Regions from separate parts of the Callithrix jacchus genome. Here region 2 is linked to region 1. A link is a contact called in public Hi-C data. All regions are on one chromosome and are shown on one strand. Each heading gives the region's core, a stretch centred on a gene start, on an enhancer-like site or on the middle of the called end of the contact. The rest is flanking DNA. Distances are from core to core; before and after follow the strand shown. Region 1 holds the start of FOXN3 (forkhead box N3). Region 2 overlaps LOC144577456.

Region 1 (3,394 bases), core at 581-3,080:
GTTTCCTTTTGTTTTAAACAAACACTGCCAGCAATATGGTTTTAGAAGAAAAAAATGGCACTGTCAAGAAGAGAGGGTCATGGGAGTTCAGCACCCTTAGATCGTGTGCGCACTTTGTGCTGGGTCCCTGTGCCCTCCAACTGCTCACTGCATCCCTATAAATCCCGCATTTTATAGCAACAGTGTGAAGAGCTGCTGATCACTACAGTTCCATGTTAAAAAAAAAAAAAAAAAAAAAAAACAGAAACAGAAACAAACAAAAAAACACAGTTCGCAGAAACCACAGCTGAGGAGTTTTCCATTATTATACTCTAACTACAGAATTCGCCAAATCTTTTTTTCCTCCTGTTTTAGAGGGGAAAAAAATCTGGATCATGTGAGTTGCAGTTAAGCAAACATTTTTAATCTGCTGCCAACAAGGCTGCTCCACCAGATACGCAAATAGTTATTCACTGGTGACCTCCTTACAACTTTTCTCTACACACACACACACACACACACTTTTGTTTTTTTTTATGACTTGCTGTGTTTTGTTATCCTTTTTATTTTTTTTAAGGAGAAAATACGGCAGGAAAGCTTAGTTTCTCGCCTAGTAATCAGAATGTCTCCAAATAACTGACAAAGCCATTACTGGCCCAGCTCTGAACAGATGTTCGATGCGAACTTCTAAAAGTTACGAAATCCTCGCAGAGCGGAGCAGGGCAGTCGCGAGTTTAGGGGGCCGGGTCACCCCCCGCCCCACTCTCAGGACGCGCGCGCGCGCGCACGCGCTTCACTCTCGTCTACTGTACTTGTCAAAAACATTTCAAGGGGACCTGCGGGAGCGGCGATTGGCTGCGCCCCGTGTCAATCAGCGGCGTTGCCAGGCAACGGGGAAAACTGCTCTTCTCCGCGTATACAGGCAATTGGGAGCTCGCATACCTTCACTGCCGGTCAGATGTCATAAACCTTTTATTGGCCGCACCACGGCGAGCCTCGAAAACAAATCAATAAAAGCCCGCCGTCCCCCAACTTATCCACGGCCCAAGGAGGGTTTCCAAGAGGGCCGGGATGAGGGGGGTCGGGCTTCGGGGGTCTCCGGAGACGTTCGTTGCCTGTGCCAAGTCTGCACAGTTTGGGGGCGGGGGGGGAATCTTTGTTAGGAGCCTGTTTCTCATCTTGGGGTCTCCTCTTGATCGGCACCCCCTCCCCGGCCCGGAACGGCGGGGACCCCGTCCTCTGCAGACAATACCAACTCTGTTCCTTGCGGGCGTCTTTTCGGAAACCGAGGCACCGGGAAGCAGCAGGCACGTCGAGGCAGGAAACTCTTCCGACCCGGCAACTTCCCGGCTCGGGGGCTCTCGGGACCCCCACCCGGCCCTCCCCTCAGGACCTGCGGGGTCCCTCGTCTTCCAAGAGCCGCGAGGTAGTCTCCAGCACCGTTTCGGACGCGCCCTCCGCCCCGGGTCCCCCGGAGCACACGCGGGAGCCGGCGGGAGCGGGGCGCAAACTCACCTGGCCGGAGCGGGGCGCGGGGGCGCGGGGGCGCCGCTGCCCTTCAGCGGGAGCCGACAAACTTTCGCGGGCGCCCGGCGGGCATCGCTCGGTGGCCCCGCTAAGGACGCGCGGGCGCGGCGCGGCGAGCCCGGGGCGGCGGGCGGCGGGGGGCGGCCGCGGGCACGGGCGGCAGGGGTGCGGGGGTCGCGGCGCGGCATGGGACCTGCGGCGTCCGCCGGGCACGCCGCGCGTCCTCCCGCCGGCCCCGCCGCTCTCCCCGCCCCGTCCCGCCTCCCGCTCGCCTCCGCCGCGGCGCGTCGGGCCGGGGCGCGCCGAGCGGCGAGAAATTGTTTCCACTGCAAACAAAAAAAGGCGACACATGACCAGGCAGGAGGAGGGGAAGCGAGGGGAGGGAGGAGGGCGGAGGGAGGGACGGAGCGGAGGGCGGAGGGAGTCGGAGAGAGGGAAAACGTGGGCCTGGCCGCCAGCGGCCTGGGGCGCGGGGCACGGACCCGCCAGGGCGGCCCTTGCCCGCGCCCCCCGCACCCCCTGGACGCAGCCAGGACCGAGCCGCGCGGCCTCGCCTGCTGGGCCCCGCGGGGCGGGGGTGACCGGCGCGGGTCCCGCGACCCGGGACGGCCGCGACCGTGGGCGGCGGAGCAGGTGGGGCGGGCGGCGCGTGCCCTCTCCCCTCTCTGGGCTCCGGCCACACGGGCGGGCCGGCGCTGCGCTGCTGGCAACGTGTCGCTGGAACGCTCCTACCCCATCTGCATGCCTTACATGGCTCGAAAGTAAAAATAAAAAGAATTACGATGCGGGCGAGGCTTGTGGGGGTGAGAAGAGGAGATTCCACTTCTCCCCAGTGCTGCGTCCTGGTAGGACCCCCAGGGCCTTCAGAGCCCTCTCCCAGCGCCCACCTCGTGTCCTGGAGGTAGGCACCGCGGAGTCCCACCCAGGTGGCCGCGTGTCTCCCGAAGGAGGGCGGATGGCCATTACAGGGCAAGAGGCACGTCCTAAAGGCCACGCCGGTGGGGCCTCTCCAGTGGGTTGTGCGGAACGCCCCGGCCGGCCTAGAGCGAAAACAGGTCTCATTTCCATCTCATTTGAGCTCTCAGGAACCAGACTGACAATCCGCAAGCCACCCAGCGAAATGGTGCAGCCACCACTCTAAGCCTCTTGGCAGCTCCAAAGAATAGCACCCGCTGCTAAAGCCACACCAACCAGCCGCCTTGGGAGAGGATGAGAGGAGAGTGTCCAACAGGACACCCTGGTGGTGACAAAAATAAAAATGTGATTGCACATCTCTCCCAGGTAGCCAAACTGGTTGTTTCCTCTACAGAGGAAAAGCCCAGGGCGCCCTTCCTGCCACCCACTCCTGAGCCGGTGGACAGGACATTGTGAGCTACATGAAAACTGCAGAAAAACCAGCCAGTGGGCCTGGAGTGAAAGCTGTCTAGCATGCAGTACTTTTAAACCTAGCCAAAAGGAGGGGTGAAGGGAAACACCAGCTAGTCTTCTGAAAAATTTTTCTATCTCAAAAAATAAGCCCCTCCATCTAAGATTCATTCCCCCTACCAAAGGTTCAAGATGGCAGGTGGCAGGTCTTCAGCAAGGATGGGCCTTTCAGACTCACCAGAGATCTTACTACTTCCAAGTATTGTGGCATCTTTCCATCCAGAGATAGGTGGGTGGTGGAAGCCCAGGGATGGCCTGAGGTCATCCAGCCCCACCCCTTTGATTGCCGAGCACTTGATGTGACCTACCCAAAGTCACTAAGCAAAAAGGCCCTAGATGGCAGAGACAAGTCAGATAATCTCTGAAATTTCACACCAGAGATCCTCACTCAGGGTTAGAAGTGGTAACAAAGCCAGGATGAGACAATGTGTACCCTGCTCTCCTGAGGCTCTGGCTAATGCAC
Region 2 (3,933 bases), core at 1,056-3,555, 83 kb after region 1:
AACCAGCCTGAGTAACAGGGCAAAACCCCACCTCTACAAAAAATACAAAAGAAAACAAAAAAATTGGTGTGGTGGTGAATGCCTGTAGTCCCGCCACCTGGGAGGCTGAAGAGGGAAGATCATCTGAACTTGGGAGGTCAAGGTTACAATGAGCCAGGATCGTGCCACTGCCCCATCTCAAAAAAAAAAAAAAAAAAAAAAATCCACATCCAGTTTACTTTTCTGTACTTTTGGCAGTGCATTTTCCAGAGGGAAGAACCTCAACTGCTTCAAGGATTAAGAGCAGAGGGTTTGTCCAGGAGGAAAAACACACACACAATTTTAAAGCAGGTACAAGAATCTGGAAGTTACAGTCGCCTCGGGCCATTCTGCAAAGGGGCAAAATGTTACCACCCTCGACAGCCCCTGAGGACAACTCTGGTTTTAGCTTTTAAAAAAAAAATACTGTCACTCAGGTTGAGAGGGGTATGACTTATTCACCGAAAAAGTTAAATTAATACTCAACATCTCCAATTAGAGGAAAAAATACCTTTCATGATCAAGTTAGTATGGCTTTGCACCTAGAAAATGGACAGAAATAGAAGGTTTTATTTCCTGATGTTGATAGGTGAAGAAGGGGGTACTGAAAATAGTTTTCATGTCACCCCAAGGCTCGGATTGAAATGAAGCTGAATTCAGAACTGGCAGTCTCTGCTTACCCATGCCAGCTTTGCCATTCCTTTCTGAGTCATTATGGACAAGGCACTAAACTCCTTCAACCTCAGTTTTTCATCTGTCAAGAAAAAGAGGCACTGACCTACCCCACCTTCTTGGAAATTTAAATAAGAAAACAGAAATGAAGTTGCTGTGAAAATTATAAAGTGCTGTACCATCCAGAGGTACCGAATTATCTTCCTCATCTAGGCATCTGGCTACTAATTAACACTGGTTATCCTACTGGCCTTTGAAAATATAAAAGCAATGTGTTTCTGATGCCCTTGAGATTCTCCTTTTAAATATTTGCAGATACAGCAGTTCTGAGGAGCAAACTTGGCATCAGCCTAACCATTCTCCCAAGAAGCATTTCAAGGTAAATCTTTTACTTGTAATTAAAAAAAAATTTTTTTTGTTCCTCTAACCACGACAGAGCATCCAGTTATCTTTTAGCAGCTCCTGGTGAGCACAACTCAGTCTTCAGCAACACCGACATATACGATGGCAATAATTTATCATCTCTGCAGTAGTTTAGTCCCAGATGGACCATTTACTAATTTATTTCCATATGTAACTGGCAGAGAGATTAATCAGGCTTCCAACTCGGAAACCTGAATTGCGCTTTATTCCCTTAACAGGCTAACTCTGGGCAAGAAGAGGCACACATTTACATAGAAACCCAGAGTTCCTCTTAAAAAGCCTGTCAGCCTCAGATGCAAGCCTTTACACACAAACACACTCACACGCACACACATCTTTCCCGAGACAGCTCGCTCCTATGTCAGCTTGGAGGGCTGGTTCTTTCCTCAGATCCTCAAGGACTTCACACAGGAGCTGTGACTGATACAAGAGCAGGCAGAGGTAAAACGTAACGCCAAATGCAGTCAAGTTGCAGCCACATTCCCTCCCTGTCTGCAAGGTCAGGGGCTCAGATTTCTGAAAATGAAGAGATCTTTTTGCCACAGTGCTGCGCCCAGCTGGCCCGGCACGCAGTGCCCAGGCGCTGGAGGCATGTGCTTTCTTTTTTCCACTCTTTTTAAGGGTCTGAACTTGACTGAATTCAGCAGCTGCTGTGTCCTCAGCAACGGCTAATGAATTGTTAGCTTTGCTCCCGGTTCCCCTGAGCTCAACTCCCAGTCCACTTTTGTTTTTAATTCTATCCCAGTGATATCAGCGTTTAGCCAAGAGTGGTTAACGGTTGTCGGATGATGGTGTTTACATATAGAAAGCAAGCCAGACATGGGCAGAAAGCACCAGCTGATCCCTGATGCCTTAAACGGAACCCAAGGCCATGCCAAGAAGGCTCCGCAGACAGCAGCATGTAGAGCTATTGCCAGCTAAGCTAAGTCCACACAGCTGAGGCGATAACGAACTCTGTGGCTTTGGAGTAGTCACTTGACAGTCAGTTTTAAAATTCTCTCCTCTATAATATGAATTTAGTTCCCTGAGGTCCCTTCCGGCTCTAAAATCTAATGATTCTATGAATACGAAAAGGATAGCCATTCACCTGGTTTGTTCCGTGTGCTTAGCCGATACCAAACAGCAGGAAGTTTGGAAGCATCTGAAAGTGGCTGAATGGGTCCAGATGCTTGCTGCTGTGGCAGACACAGCCTTAGGAATCTCAGTAGCCAACAAACTCCTTTTGAGCAAAGAACATGAGCATTTGAGGACTGGTCAACAATGCATATCTTTACAAGGTTTTAAAAATTCAACTAAATCCAACAGTTCCATTTCAGTATTGTTCTAGGTATGGCAAATCCTACAAATTCATGGCTCTTGTCTTTAATACACTTACATGTTAGTTAAGGAGATACACAGCTAATCTTAATATGATGAAATATGCGCTATAATCATTGACAAGGAAATGGTTAAGTGAACATGAAGGATGAAGAAATCATTTCAATGGAAGGGGGAGATCGGTAAGGTTTTACAGAGGAAGCAGAATTTAAGCTGGGCCTTGCAAAGTAAAGACGGGACTATAAGCATCTGGACAGAGGTAACAGTGAGAGCAAAGGCCTATATGTTTCTAAGCGCGGTTGGGGCACAGTATTCAGGACTCAAGGACAGGGGCACAGGAGGCCCAAGGAAAAGAAGGCATAGTGAGACCAGAGGCTGGAAAGGAACTCAAAGTGGCGAGCCCTGGCTGCCAGCCTTTCATGCTGTGGTCTCTGGGAATCAGCAGAAGTCCTCGGGCAACAGAGACTCCAAATGAGCTCTGCCTCGGGAGGTTTATTTGGACAATTTTACCACCATTTACGACTGGGAATAAGATCCGTCTGTACCTTCATTTTTCTCTTAGTCATTGCACCTTGCCACTATTTGGGAATCTCTCAAATTTATTTTTTTCTAAATCAACTTCCTGGCCCTTTGAAAGCAAGCAATTGAGTTTCCTCTAAGTACTGCCAAGATTTCACATTCCAATGACGAGTTCGGCCTAGCGCTTTACACTTAGGTTAACATGTTTTTCTACTATTATGAAAGAGTTAAAATAGCATGACATAGACGGGTATTTTGTTTTGGTTTGTTTCTACACTGGAAAATACTTCTGTATAATGAAAAAAATACACAAACATGCTGACTGTTGGAAGGGCCTGCTCCACCACTGCCCAAAAAACAAAAGAACTGGTCATCCACGTAGTTCACTGAAACTTTTTGATCTCCAGGGTCAGAGTCCCAGGTTACTGATCCAAGTTTTCCAAGGTCCTTCAGACACAATAACAGAACGTCACATAAACCCTCTCCTTCCAGTGCTATTTGGTCCCCTTGGCCTAGGGGACCAAGCACAGGTGGTATCACACAGCTATCATATGCAGAAGCCCCAGGACACATGGGCCACATGCCAGGCAAGCCAGGGCATGGGGACAGGGTCTGCCCTCCCATCCCCCACAAAGATAGGTCTTAACATTCCACTGAAGTGGGGGTACAAGTGGGCAGAGGAGCTTGTCCTCTGAGAAAGGAGCTGCCTTCAGTATGAGCCACCATTAAAAAGTTTCCCAAGGTTTGCACCTATAATCTCAGCACTTTGGGAGGCCGAGGCAAGAGGAACGCTTGAGCCCAGGAATTTAAGCCCAGACTGGAAAATACAGTGAGATCTTTTAGTCGGGCTGCTTGCGAAACTGAGGCAGAAGGATCACTTGAGCCCAGGAAGCAGAGGTTGAGGTTGCAGTGGGGTGAGAGAGCACCGCTGCACTCTAGCCTGGGCCACAAAGTGAGACCTTGTTCCAACAGAATAAAATAAAA

What was found. A called contact is a pair of places that touch in the nucleus more often than the background predicts.
Region 2: a Hi-C map of skeletal muscle shows a contact between it and region 1, with 2.5 times the contacts expected there. The contact joins the enhancer-like site here to the promoter of FOXN3 in region 1. A contact is called at or near these places in 2 of 3 Hi-C or Micro-C datasets (both in skeletal muscle).

The regions. Positions count from the first base shown.
Region 1 is chr8:124,296,460-124,299,853 of calJac240_pri, forward strand. FOXN3 (forkhead box N3) reads right to left here and starts at 1,831. Exons shown (of 7, transcript XM_078335590.1): 1 at 1,495-1,831.
Region 2 is chr8:124,378,601-124,382,533 of calJac240_pri, forward strand. The region is part of intron 1 of LOC144577456; the gene reads right to left. Among named protein-coding and RNA genes, the nearest start is that of FOXN3, 82 kb to the left of the region's middle. Within about 2 kb of position 2,306, at least 8 of the 16 cell types and tissues checked have an H3K27ac peak or open chromatin away from gene starts, as enhancers often do. A contact at or near this core is called in skeletal muscle, where this site is marked.